Linked DNA regions of Sus scrofa: region 1 is linked to region 2. A link is a contact called in public Hi-C data. All regions are on one chromosome and are shown on one strand. The core of a region is the stretch at or near the end of the contact, and the rest is flanking DNA. Distances in the headings are between cores, read along the strand shown.

The links. A called contact is a pair of places that touch in the nucleus more often than the background predicts.
Region 1: a Hi-C map of skeletal muscle shows a contact between it and region 2, with 2.8 times the contacts expected there. The contact joins the promoter of PHF3 here to the promoter of PTP4A1 in region 2. A contact is called at or near these places in 2 of 5 promoter capture datasets (fetal liver and liver), 11 of 47 Hi-C or Micro-C datasets (alveolar macrophages, embryonic fibroblasts, fetal heart ventricle and 5 more) and 1 of 2 datasets of contacts at active chromatin or transcription factors (alveolar macrophages).

What each region holds. Positions count from the first base shown.
Region 1 is chr1:45,215,655-45,222,173 of Sscrofa11.1, reverse strand. It overlaps PHF3 (PHD finger protein 3), which reads right to left and starts at 2,784. Exons shown (of 15, transcript XM_021089302.1): 1 at 2,434-2,784.
Region 2 is chr1:45,165,738-45,171,699 of Sscrofa11.1, reverse strand. It overlaps PTP4A1 (protein tyrosine phosphatase type IVA 1), which reads right to left and starts at 1,787. Exons shown (of 6, transcript XM_003121246.4): 1 at 1,004-1,787.

The sequences.
Region 1 (6,519 bases), core at 1,535-4,034, 49 kb before region 2:
GCAACCCACCAACCTGAGAGGCTAATCAATAAACCTCACTCCCTCATTACAAAAAAAGAAAAGATCTTACCTGAGGACAAAAATTATTAAGTGTAAAAAGGATCTCATAAGAAATCTGTGTCAAGAAAACCAAACATTTAAGAAAGCCAAATGTATCAAAAAGGAAATCACCACATTATCATGTCAAGGAAGATAACCAATAACTATATTTTAGTACCCCAAAACCAAAACTGTGTACACAATTTATATTTACCAAGTTTTCTAAGTATGATCCATACTATGTAAAAATCTACTCAAGACAACTTTGCAGTAATCCAATTGTCACTTGCTGCGTTCAAATGTTATCAATAAAAGTTTTATTAGTACGCTATTTATTATTATACGTATTTATTAATACGTATAAGTCAAAAATTACCCACCTTTCCTGATTCCAATACTCAATACAATTCAATTTTTAATATTATGGTTTTCAGTGATTAATAAAGACAACTTCATTTCAATTTTTCTATCCTGAAAGTTGCTTTGAACCAAAGCTATTTTTCACTTACATTTACACAAACCATTTCTTGTACATTTGACTTATCTGAATATCCAACAGATGAGTACATCATAGGATCAGCTAGACAGTCTGACGTCTATCCCAACCAACAGTATGGAATGCATAACTAATTCTGGGTGATTGTTAAGGAAATTCACTATTCTCCCACAGGATGTAAAAGCAGTATAATAATTTACATTTTCATGCTCTTGAATAAATGGGCCTAGGAAGAATGCATGCATGGAAAAGGGAAAAAACTGGTCCCATTACTAACTCATGTGTTATCCTTCTCACAAATCTCTGGTACAGCTATCAAATAAAACTTAAAATCTAAGGCTGTAATTCTGTATACTTAAAAAGTGGCTCACTTCAGTTGAGTAGATGTCTTTCTGCTGCTAAGGAAGGACTGTGTGCAGCTTAGAGCAATCATAAAGTATATACTTTAGTGATGATGAAGATGCTGATGGAAGGAAAACTCATCATTGTAAAATATGGCCAGTAAAGAGAGGAATTGGGGAGAAAAAATAATAAATTAAGCAAAGGTCTAAGTGGTAATGATGGTTAAAAAATCACTATTTGAAACAATCTTCACAACAAAACACCTTTTATGTGCTCTGGAGTAAAGATACAAATTCAAAAACAGAAGAATGCTGTACAGATTTCCTGGTTATTTAACTCATGTCTCTTTCCTACCAGAAAAACGAACATATCTACAAACATTTTCACAATCCCAAACACTTTATTCAAGAATCAAAAAAAAAAAAAAAAAGGCAAGTAATGAATGAGAAATGGAGGCATAGTTTGGGGAGATCTCAACCAGTTTAGGAAAGAGAAGACAAGTTCGAACCCGAAATAGTAACTAAATGGAACAAAGTACTCCCTAAGTAGTTTACTGTATCTTTTCTCCCCTCAACTTAAAATGGTAAAGTTCTTACTTGCAATGGTTCACTTACCGATGTTTTATTTTAAATTACGTTATCTCTACCCGTAATGAAGATCAGGACTAGGAAGATACTAAAGCACTGCTGCCACTGCATGAATGACTATCCATGATCATATTATGCAAATGACCCCTAAATAACACCAGTAATCACACAAATTACTTCGAATCATAGTCTTTGGGAAATAGCACTTCAAAACCCAAAGATGGAAAACAGTCATCGGACTCGGCAACACATTGCTAGGGGCGAGAAGGGGCACTGGACAGTGCCGAGTACTAATATTCTCTCCCTTTCTCCTCCTCCCCGCCCCCCCCGTCAGGTGATCAGTTGTTTAGCACCATAAACACCCACGTATCGACAAGTGGTTCATTAAATCACACGTATTATTGGAAGGCCAGATTCCAGGCATCTCATTTCAAACTATGCAAAGGGAGTCGACAGTTTGGGTCCCGAGCACAAAAGCGCGCGGTCGCAGAAGGTGGATGGAGCGCCAACTCCTGGTCCTCACCAGCCGGAACCCAGTCCGGCTTTGCTGCCAAGGCCAGCGCCGGCTGCCCGGACCCAGGCCCTGAGCTGGATGCCGAAGGGCCAGGTCGGGGCCTGCGGCCTGGGCCTCCACAGACGCGCCCGCCGTACCTCCAGGCCTGCGCGCCCGCGCGGCGGCAGGACTCACCCCGAGGCCCCAGGCGCTGGAGCCGGAGGGGAGGCCGCGACCCGGACCCTCTGCCGGGCGGCCCCGCCGCCGCAAGCCCAAACGGCCCTCTACGGCAGAGACGGCGCGGGCGGGCCGAGGGCGTCACGCAAGAGGCCGGAGAAGCGCCTTCCCGCTGCGCGGCAGAAAGGCGCGGAGTGCGGCCGCGGGAGGCCTGCTGGCCACGGGGTGCGGGGTGCGGGGCGTGGGGCAGGGGCTGGGGGAAGGGAGGGCCGCCCGGCCGCCGCCGCACCGCAACTCACCAGCTCCGCCGACGAGCGCTACCACTGGCAGCGAGAGGAAGATGGTGGCCGCGCCGCCGAGGAGGAGGGGGCCGGCCGCGCCGAGAGGGGGTACGCGCAGGACGCAGGCGTCGCTGCCACAGCCTCTTCTTCCTCACGGTCCGGACGGCCGTGCGGGCCACACCGTCCTAGCTTCCGCGCCGCCTACTTATCCTCGTTGCAGCCGCCGCCGCCCTGAGCCCGAAGGCCGCTCGCCTCGTGGGGACCGTGCGGCGGCGCGAGACCCCGCAGCCATCAGCGTGCGGCTGCGGCGGCGCGGGGGGCTGGAGCGGGGTCGCGTCACGTGACCACACTGTTTACCGTTCCGGGGCCGCGCCGCGCCGCGCCGCGCCTGCGCGCTGTGGGCCCCCGGGCTTCTGAGGGCGCGGCACCGCCTGCGGGCCGGGCTGAGGCTGAAACCAGTCGCTTTTTCAGGACTGTAGTAACCACTAAGGCTGTCTACTTCATGTGATATAGATGGGCGAATCTGCCTCGGGTACCTTTTATGAATTGGGTGTGTGTTCCAGAATGGCGGGCTAGGGTGGGGCAGATCGAGCCCCTTGCCCAGGAATCCCTGCTTACTTTGCACAACAGCCCCTTCGTGTACCACCTCGCCCTCATCTTGACCCTGTTAGCTAGTTGGTCTGCTTTCAGGATTCAAATTGCCTCCTCCCAGAAATATTCCTGATCTAAGCAGTTCGCAAAGTGTGGCCACAGGATCCCCAGAGGGGTCCCCTCGACCTTTCAGAGGATCTCCCAATTCTTTTGCAATCACATATGTGTAAGGCCAAATTTTCTTCATCTCCTTCAAACAAAATAACGTGGAGCAATGGATTAAATACAGAAGCAGATGTGAGAATCCAGCATCTTCTATTAAGCCAGATATTGAAAATATTTGCAAAAATTTAAAACGATGCCACTCTTTCATTAAATTTTGTTGGAAAACGTATTTTTCACAATAAGTATCTTTGATAACAATGAATTTCTTTTTTTTTAAATGTTTTCTGTTGTTCTTATATTTAATTTCTGAGACAGTAAATATCAATAGATATAACTAACCCATATAAACAAAATGTAAGTCCCTCAGTAATTTTTAAGAGTGTATAGGGGTTCTAAAACCAAAAAGTTCGAAAACCGATGGTTTAGTTTATGTGTTTCCGCAGCAGCTTGGACTGACCCCTATCTCAGCCCTTAATAAACACCCTGAGGTAATTGCTAGTCATCTCTCTGACCTAGATGACCCCTTAAGGACAGTCTCTTAGCTACAGCTACCATAATAGTACCCACTAAAGAAAGATAGCCAGCCAGCACCTACAGTGCTCTTCTAAAACCTTTACTTGTTTATTTAAGCCACAAGCCAACCTCAAACTACACTGTAAGATTTAGTGTGGAGAAGAATAGGTCACAGGCAAGTGATGAAGATCTGTCCATTCTTTACTCCCTCCAGTCTTCTGGTATTTCAAGCCCTCCCAAACAAAACCTTCCATAAAGGAGGTTTAGATTGTCCTAATTGTAGAATCCTAGAAATCAATCCCGTGTTGGATGTTGGAATCAATCCCTCAACAAATTTTTTACAATCTCTCTCTTTTTTTTTTTTTTTTTTTTTTTGGTCTTTTGTCTTCCTAGGCCCGCACACACAGCATATGGAGGTTCCCAGGCTAGGGGTTGAATTGGAGTGGCAGCTGCTGGCCTACACCACAGCCACAGCAACGCCAGACCCAATCTGAGTGTTCAACCTACACCATAGCTCACCGCAACGCCAGTTCTTCAACCCACTGAACGAGGCCAGGGATCGAACCTGTGTCCTCATGGATGCTACTTTTTTCTTTTGAAGAGAGATTTTTTTCCAATTCTTTTTTTTTTCCCCACTCTTTTTTTTTTTTTTGCCTTTTCTAGAGCCGCTCCCATGGCATATGGAGGTTCCCAGGCTAGGGGTCTAATCAGAGCTGTAGCCACCGGCCTACACCAGAGCCACAGCAACTTGGGATCTGGGCTGCATCTGTGAAGTACACCACAGCTCACGGCAACGCCGGATCCTTAACCCACTGAGCAAGGGCAGGGATCGAACCTGCAACCTCATGGTTCCTAGTCGGATTCGTTAACCACTGAGCCACAACAGGAACTCCTTCCAACTCTTTTTTTTAATGCCCGCACCTAAGGCATATGGAAGTTCCCAAGCCAGGAATCAAATCTGAGTCACCAAAGGGACAACTCTGGATCTTTAACCTATTGTACCACAGTGGAAATACCAAGAGATCTTTCTTTTCTTTTCTTTTTTCTGAGGAAAGGAAAATAGAAGTGAATAGTCAAGGTTTTTTTTTCACTTGCAATGTCTGGGATGAAGTGTAAAAATAACTCTAACTTTATCTCTTTTTCTGGATCTCAGAACACTCATATAGTGCTGGTGAGAATGTAAAATGGTGTAGCTGCTTTGGAAAACAGCCTGTAGTTTTCCAAATTATTAAATATAGAACTACTGTATGACCCAGTAATTCCAATTCCTAGGTATATACCCAAGACACATGAAAATAGGAGTTCCTTCTCTGGCATAATGTGTTAAGAATCCAACTGCAGCAGCTCAGATTGCTGCGGAGGCGCAGGTTCAATCCCCTGCCTGGTGCAGTAGGTTAAAATATCCACTGTTGCCACAGCTGTGGCTCAGATTCAATCCCAGGAACTTCTATATACCACTGGTGTGGCCATTAAAAAAGAGAGAGAGAGAGAGAGAGATGGAAACAAGTGTCCATGCAAAACTTTGTACATGAATGTTAATAACGGCATTATTCATAATATCAAAAGGCGGAAAAAAGGTAAATGTATATCAGTGGATGAATAGATAAACAAAATGTGACATATCCATACAATGGAATATGATATGGCAATAAAAAGTAGAAATGTACCCATATGTACTACAACATGGATGAATCTTGAAAACATTACCCTATGTGAAATAAGCCAGTCACAAAACACAAAATATGTTCTATGAAAAAGTCAGAATTGGCAAATCTATAGAAACAGAAAATAGATTAGTGGTTGCATAGGACCAGGGGAGGGGGTCAGTCGGAAGGGATGATAGAAGGGTCATGGTTAAAGGTACAGAGTTTTACTCCAAAGTGAAGAAAATGTTCTAAAATTGTCATAATGGTTACAGCTATCTGTGCATCTCCTAAAAATAATAGAATTATACACTTTAAATGAGTGAATTGTATGGATGTAAATTTTATCTCAGTAAAACTGTTACTTTTTTTAAAAGGAAACTTGAATAAATGGAAACATATACTATGTTACAGGTAGGATAAAAACAATATAATGAAGATGTCAATTCTCCCCAAAACAATCCATAACAGTATTACCATTCCTTTTTAAATTTGGAAAGAAAATTTTGAAGTTAATCTACAAAAATGGAAAAGCTAATATAACTATCAAAGTTTTTCTTTAAAATAATAATGTGTAAAAATGGAAAGTGAGCCATTCAATCTGTGCATAAGAATATTAAAATGTAAGAACATGTGGTATATATGTACAATGGAATACCACTCAGCCATAAAAAATAACTAAATAATGCCATTTGCAGTAATATGAAGGCAACTAGAGAGTCTCATACTAAGTGAAGTAAGTCAGAAAGAGAAAGAAAAATACCATATGATATGATATCACATAGATGTGGAATCTAAAATATGCCACAAATGACCCTATCTACAAAACCGAAACAGACTCAGACATAGAGAGCAGACTTGTGGTTGCCAAGAGGGAGGAGGAGGGAGTGGGAAAGACTGGGAGTTTGTGGTTAGTAGATGCAAAGTATTACATTTAGAATGGATGAACGATGATGTCCTACTGTATAGCACAGGGAACTATATCCAATCTTCTGGGGCAGACTATGATGGAGAAGACTATGAAAAAAGAATGTAGACGTTCCCATCGTGGCTCAGCGGAAACAAATCCAACTAGGAACCAGGAAGTTGTGGGTTCGATCTCTGGCCTTGCTCAGTGGGTTGAAGATCCAGTGTTGCTGTGAGCTGTGGTGTAGGTTGCAGATGCAGCTCGGATCTGGCATTGCTGTGGCTC
Region 2 (5,962 bases), core at 538-3,037:
AATCTGTGTTAACTATTTTATCAGATGGTAGGTAGTTGCAATTTGTGCCTCATCTACCTATACCTTAGGCAATGCACCTGGAATATAACAAGTATAAAATGCTGATTAGTTTTCAGAATGATCTAGCTTTCTGATTTTCAACTTTTTCACTGCCACCAAACAAAATTCACATATAGAGTAACGGGAAGCACTGGCTCATAATCTAGATCTCAAGCAAATCGATAGTTCTAACTGCAGTGTAAATAACGATGAAATACATTTGGAACCGCAGAGGGTTCCACGGACAGAGATAAACCTCAGAATTCTGGCTCTGGCTGGGCCCTGCGATGCAAGCCAACAGGAGGCAACAAACACAGCACATCTGGGGTTTCAGGAAGTTCTAAGGGTGCCGGATTAAAAGGCGGCACCGGGCCCCCTTGGCTTCGCGCAGTGCGGCCCGGAAGCTTCCCCAGGCTCAGACCCAGGCCGCTTCCCTCCTGCCCCGCCCCGGAGCAGGGACGAGCCCGGACTTGCTCCCATTGTCCGGAGCCGGTGGGGCGGGGCGGGCCGCTCACCTGGTGGGGCCGCGCGGGCCCGGGTCACGGGTTCGCGCCGCGTCTTCAGTCCGGCGCCGAGGCCATTTTGTCCGAGCGCCGGCCGCAGCCGCGGGGCCCTGGGTGGCCGCACAGGCCCAATCCCGCCGGCTCCGCGAAGGAGTCCGGCCCAGCCCGCGAGCAGCCGCCTCGCCCACCCGCCCGCAGGGTCTGGGGGCGCGCCCGCTGCAGTGACGCGCAACCCGCGCCCCACCCGGGCCACGTCCCCGCTCCCGGGCCCTGCGGCAGACAAAGGGGCCTTGGGGCGCCGCCGGGTGCCGGAGCGAGGTGGTGGTCACAAAGCGGCTCCCGTGCCACCGCGCAGCCCGGCGCCCCGGGCTTGGCCCTCAGCGCTCGCCCGCCAGTACCAGCGGGACCCGGGCGGAGCCAGGCTCCGAACAAAGGCGGCGGCACGGGGTACGGGTACTCACAGGAATATGTCTACTCATTGAAGATTGTGGCTTAATCATACAGCCGGTCCCGAGGCGGCGGCGACACAGGCGGCAGCGGTAGGGCAGGGGTGGCGGTGGTCCTCGCGGGCTAGCGGCGGCTTCGCTGGAGGCAGCGAGGGCAGTGGACTCGATCCTGCAGCGAGCGGCTCCGGGGAGAGCGCGCAGCCTCGCCGGCCCGCAGCCCAATGAGCCAATACGTGCGCCGAGGCGCCCTTGCGTCACAAGCCCTCTTATTTATAGCAAGAGTGACGTGAACGCCCAGGCGGCCAATCGCAGTCGGGCCTCAATCCTAGCGCCGACGAGCGGGGGCGGAGGCCCGCCTCGCCGACGTCACAGCGCGGCGGCGGCCGCCGGTGTGAACCGGTTGATGAATGGCGACCGGCTGCAATCAGAGCGCCTACCAGGCGGGGGTGGGAAGGGTCATTGGAGGGTCTGCAGGGGAAGCCCCGTACGGGGATGAGAGGCTGCTCTACGTAACTAAACCCCTGACGAGTGCACTCTCATCTCAGGAGGAGGCCCGAAGTTGGCCTCAACTAGAATGCAGTGCACTTCGGACTGGAGCGTAGTCTCAATCCCAGGCCTACTTCTTTTGCCGTAAGTCAGATCCCAGTCATTTTGACCAGCGGTTTGCCTGGGCACCTGCGCCCTGCGATCCCCAACGTGAAATCTTCCTGTGGCTCCACCTGCCCGCGACAACACCTGTGATGTTTCGGTCCTGCCCCCGGTAGCGCGAGCGGAGAGGACTTATTTCAGCAAACATTCGTGTATAGAAAACGGAGAGTGTCTTGTGATGCAGATAAAGCCCTCTGTTCCCCAGTCTTTTTTGGTCACGCCTTCATGCTACGCACGCGGGCAACTGTAGTTGGCTCAAGCGTGGCATTTCTAAATCACAGGCATCCTTTGTACTGCTGCTCACTTGATGTGTTGTCACAGATAATAAAAGGTTAGGCAGCGTTTTAAAAATTAAGAATCTTCGATTTTGCCAGACTGATGTGATTCTTTGCCTCAAAGCTATTGCTTTCCTTTTTGTTCATTTTCAGAACTGTTCCACTGTTCGTAATTTAGACTTTTAGGAAGTAAAGCCTTATCACAGTTGTTCTGTCTTGCACCCGGGCAATTCTGTCTTTTATGATCTGAAAACTCTTTCTCTTCTGGAAGGAGTAAACAGGAGTTTTACCTGCTTTGAAGAACTAGGTTTTCTACTCAGGCCTTTTGTTTGCTGTTTTCACTGAGCATAGATTGGAGAGGGCTTTAGGGATCAAATTGTTTTCTTGGTCAGTGTACTGCAGCATCTTAGGATTTATTAAAACGTCTACTTAAGAGACTGTGCTTGTGTAGACAACTTTTTAAAAATTTTTATTGGAGCATAGTTGATTTACAATGTGTTTCAGGTGTATAGCAAAGTGATTCAGTTATACCTATATCCCTTCTTTTCCCCACATAAATTATTACAGAATATTGAGTACAGTTCCCTGTGCTATACAGCAGGTCCTTGTCAGTTATCTGTTTTATAAAGAATATTGTGTATATGTTAATCCCAAACTCCTAATTTATCCCTCCTCCAACCTTTCTTCTCTGGTAACCATAAGTTTGTTTTAAAAGTCTGTGAATCTGTTTCGGTTTTGTAAATAAGTTCATTTATATCATTTTTTTTTTAGATTCCACATATAAATGATATTATGACATTTGTGATATTCAACTTTGTTTATAAGCATATACTCTGCAAACAAAGTGCTTTCAAAAAAATAAAGAACTGGATCAGGCAGGCTTTCACAGGAACAGAAGTCATCTTCATTTTAAAGAAATTGCTTGCCTAGGACACTTCTGAATCCATCTACATCAAGGAAGATTAAAGAGCTTGAGAAATATATGATGTCCCTTCACAAACTATAAACGAGTAAAAATGTAAATATTTAAAATCCTAAAAAAAATAGGAGTATTGAAAAAATTGTCCTAGGATGAGAGAAACCTTGTTAAGAAGATAAGGGAACTCAAGTCACAAAGGAAAAGTCAGATTTCATTATGTAAAAATTTAAAACTTTGATATGGAAAAGCTTGAGCAACATATACAATAGTGTAGGTAAAAAAATAAAAAAATAAAAATAAAAAAGGAGTTCCCGTTGTGGCTCAGTGGTTAACGAATCCAACTAGGAACCATGAAGTTGAGCGTTTGATCCCTGGCCTCGCTCAGTGGGTTAAGGATCCGGCACTGCCATTGCCATGAGCTGTGGTGTAGGTTGCAGACTCAGCTTGGATCCTGTGTTCCTGTGGCTGTGGCGTAGGCCAGCGGCTACAGCTCCGATTATACCCCTAGCCTGGGAACCTCCATATGCCTCAGGAGCGGCCCTAGAAAAGACCAAAAAAAAAAAAAAGTGTAGGTAAAATCACATATTCAGTGGGCTACTCTCACTTCAAAAGTTTGTCAGCACAGTGATGCTAGTTGAAAGAGTGAAAGCTTTTCAAAAAATGAATTGATGGGACAAAATAAACATTCAACAAATGGTAAGCAGAGCCAAATCAGTATTAGCCAGTTTTCTTGTAGAACTTGTGATACAAGTTGTGAGCCTTGTGTGTTCCAGATCCTGTAATTAGCACGAGCAGTGCTGACATGAAGTATCTAGTCAGCTATTTCTCATCAAGCTCTTAAAGCTGGGCTCAAACTCATGAGTGGACTAATCAGCTTTGGTTAATGGGGAGGTCTTAGCCTCTCAGATAAAGTACCGCCTTGTTCTACTTTGAAAGGACGGTTCAAGGATGAAAGACTGGAAGAAGCTTTTGCTATTGAGAAAAAGACACACTTTATACAAGATATTAATGTGGTCTTGCTGATCAACTCGATAAATTCTGTCATGGGCCTGCTACCCTGGCAGCTGCCATGTTTATATGTGTCCTGTGGTCTTGTAGTTCACTGCTGTGCTGAGTGTGTCTGCTCTATTGAGCACCATAGTTTTAAGCTACTGATTTTTAGGGAACAGGAGTACATCGGTCCCATCATTGGTTAGGGGGCTCCTGTGTTCAGAGGACTCACTAACTTCTATAGATTTGCACTTGGCGCCTCATCACTTGAACCTGTTAAGGCAGAGCATTTCCACACTGAGCCAACAGGCTTGCAAATGGTGGTTCAGACATCCAGGAATAAGAAAACATCTCTGAAAGGCAATGTTCCAGAAAGAAGCCCAAAGATGGCAGACTTTTCCAGCTAACCATAATGCCCAGGTAGCAGTTACTTTTCCCAGCATATCATGTGTCCTTGAGCTCTTCATGGTAGGCAGGACTTTTCATCAGCATATTCAAAATGCCAAAGCCAAGAGTTGGGAGATAAAGGAGTCTCTCATTATGAGGAAAATCCTTATGGAAGATAAAACACTGTAGAAGACCACAAATCAGCAAAAACTAATGAAGAAATCTTTACAGGATGGCAGATCTCTCAGTAAACACTGAATGATTACACTTACACCAAACATAAAAGGAATGGAAAATTTTACCCCTTTCTTTCTCAGATTTATTAGGGCTATAAATGGTAGATTGAGGCTATGAGGAAATCTGATTAAGATTTCTTTCTTTTTTTTTTTTTTTTACTAAATCAAGAATATTACTATTGCAATGATAGGTCAAATGTGACAATAAATAATAAGCCAGAAAAGAATACTAGATTGCAAAGTATAATGATGTACAAAACACACCTAATGGAGGAAAATACCCTGGTAGGTGTCTGAATACTAGAGGAGAGGGTGATCTAAAGTATATCCCCACAATTAAATATCCTAAAAATTCAGGGTTACAACGATGGCTCCTATCAAACTTGTAATAGTTTATTTTCCTTTTGCTATTACAGAACAGTCTATTTTATATCTAAAAGGAATGTTCTTGTATAATTTGTTTTAAAAAAAGTGAAAAAATACTTAATTTCTGTGAACATAATCTTCAGTGCATCAACATTGTTTAAAACAAGCATATTGGAGTTCCCATGGTGGCGCAGCAGAAACAAGCCCAGCTAGAAACCATGAGGTTGAGGGTTTCCATCCCTGACCTTGCTCAGTGGGTTAAGGATCTGGTGTTGCTGTGGCTCTGGTGTAGGCCGGCAGCAACAGCTCTGATTAGACCCCTAGCCTGGGAACCTCTGTATGCTGGAGTGTGGCCCTCAAAAGACAAAAGACAAAAAAAATGGAATTTCCTGGACCAGGAATTGAATCCCAGCTACAGCTGCAACCTGAGCCACAGGAGTGCTGAATCTTTTAGAGTGTTGGGCTGGGGATAGGACCTACACCTTTGCAGCAACCCAAGCGTCTGTGGTAGGATTCTTAACCCACTGTGACAAGGTGGGAACTCCACGTCCCTTTACTTCTCACGTCTAATATTAATCAACTTGAGTATAAATTCCAGAATTGCTCAGGTAAGTCTTCAAATCAGATGAAACTGTGTTTTCACATTTGAAACCTTGCCACTTAAAATAGTGAGTATTTACTTCTGTGGAGGTTCAGCATATATATTAAGATATGACAGACAGCTTAGTCAAAAGAACATTTCTAGGAGTTCCCGTCATGGCGCAGTGGTTAATGAATCCGACTAGGAACCATGAGGTTGCGAGTTCAATCCCTGGCCTTGCTCAGTGGGTTGAGGATCTGGTGCTGTCAGGAGCTGTGGTGTAGGTCGCAGATGTGGCTCGGATCCTGCATTGTTGTTGGCCAGCGGCCACAGCTGCTATTAGACCCCTAGTCTGGGAACCTCCATATGCCGCGGGAGCAGCCCTAGAAAAGGCAAAAAGACAAAAAAAAAGAAAAAAAAAGAAGAACATTTCTATTTGCATACTGGAAGAAACTGTTTCCTTGGGACACTGAATAAAGTGTTATAATATGAACCTATAATAATTCAAAGCATTCTTATAGCATGCCATTATTATGACTGGTGCAGGGGAATCTAGTTTGAGAAAATTCTTAT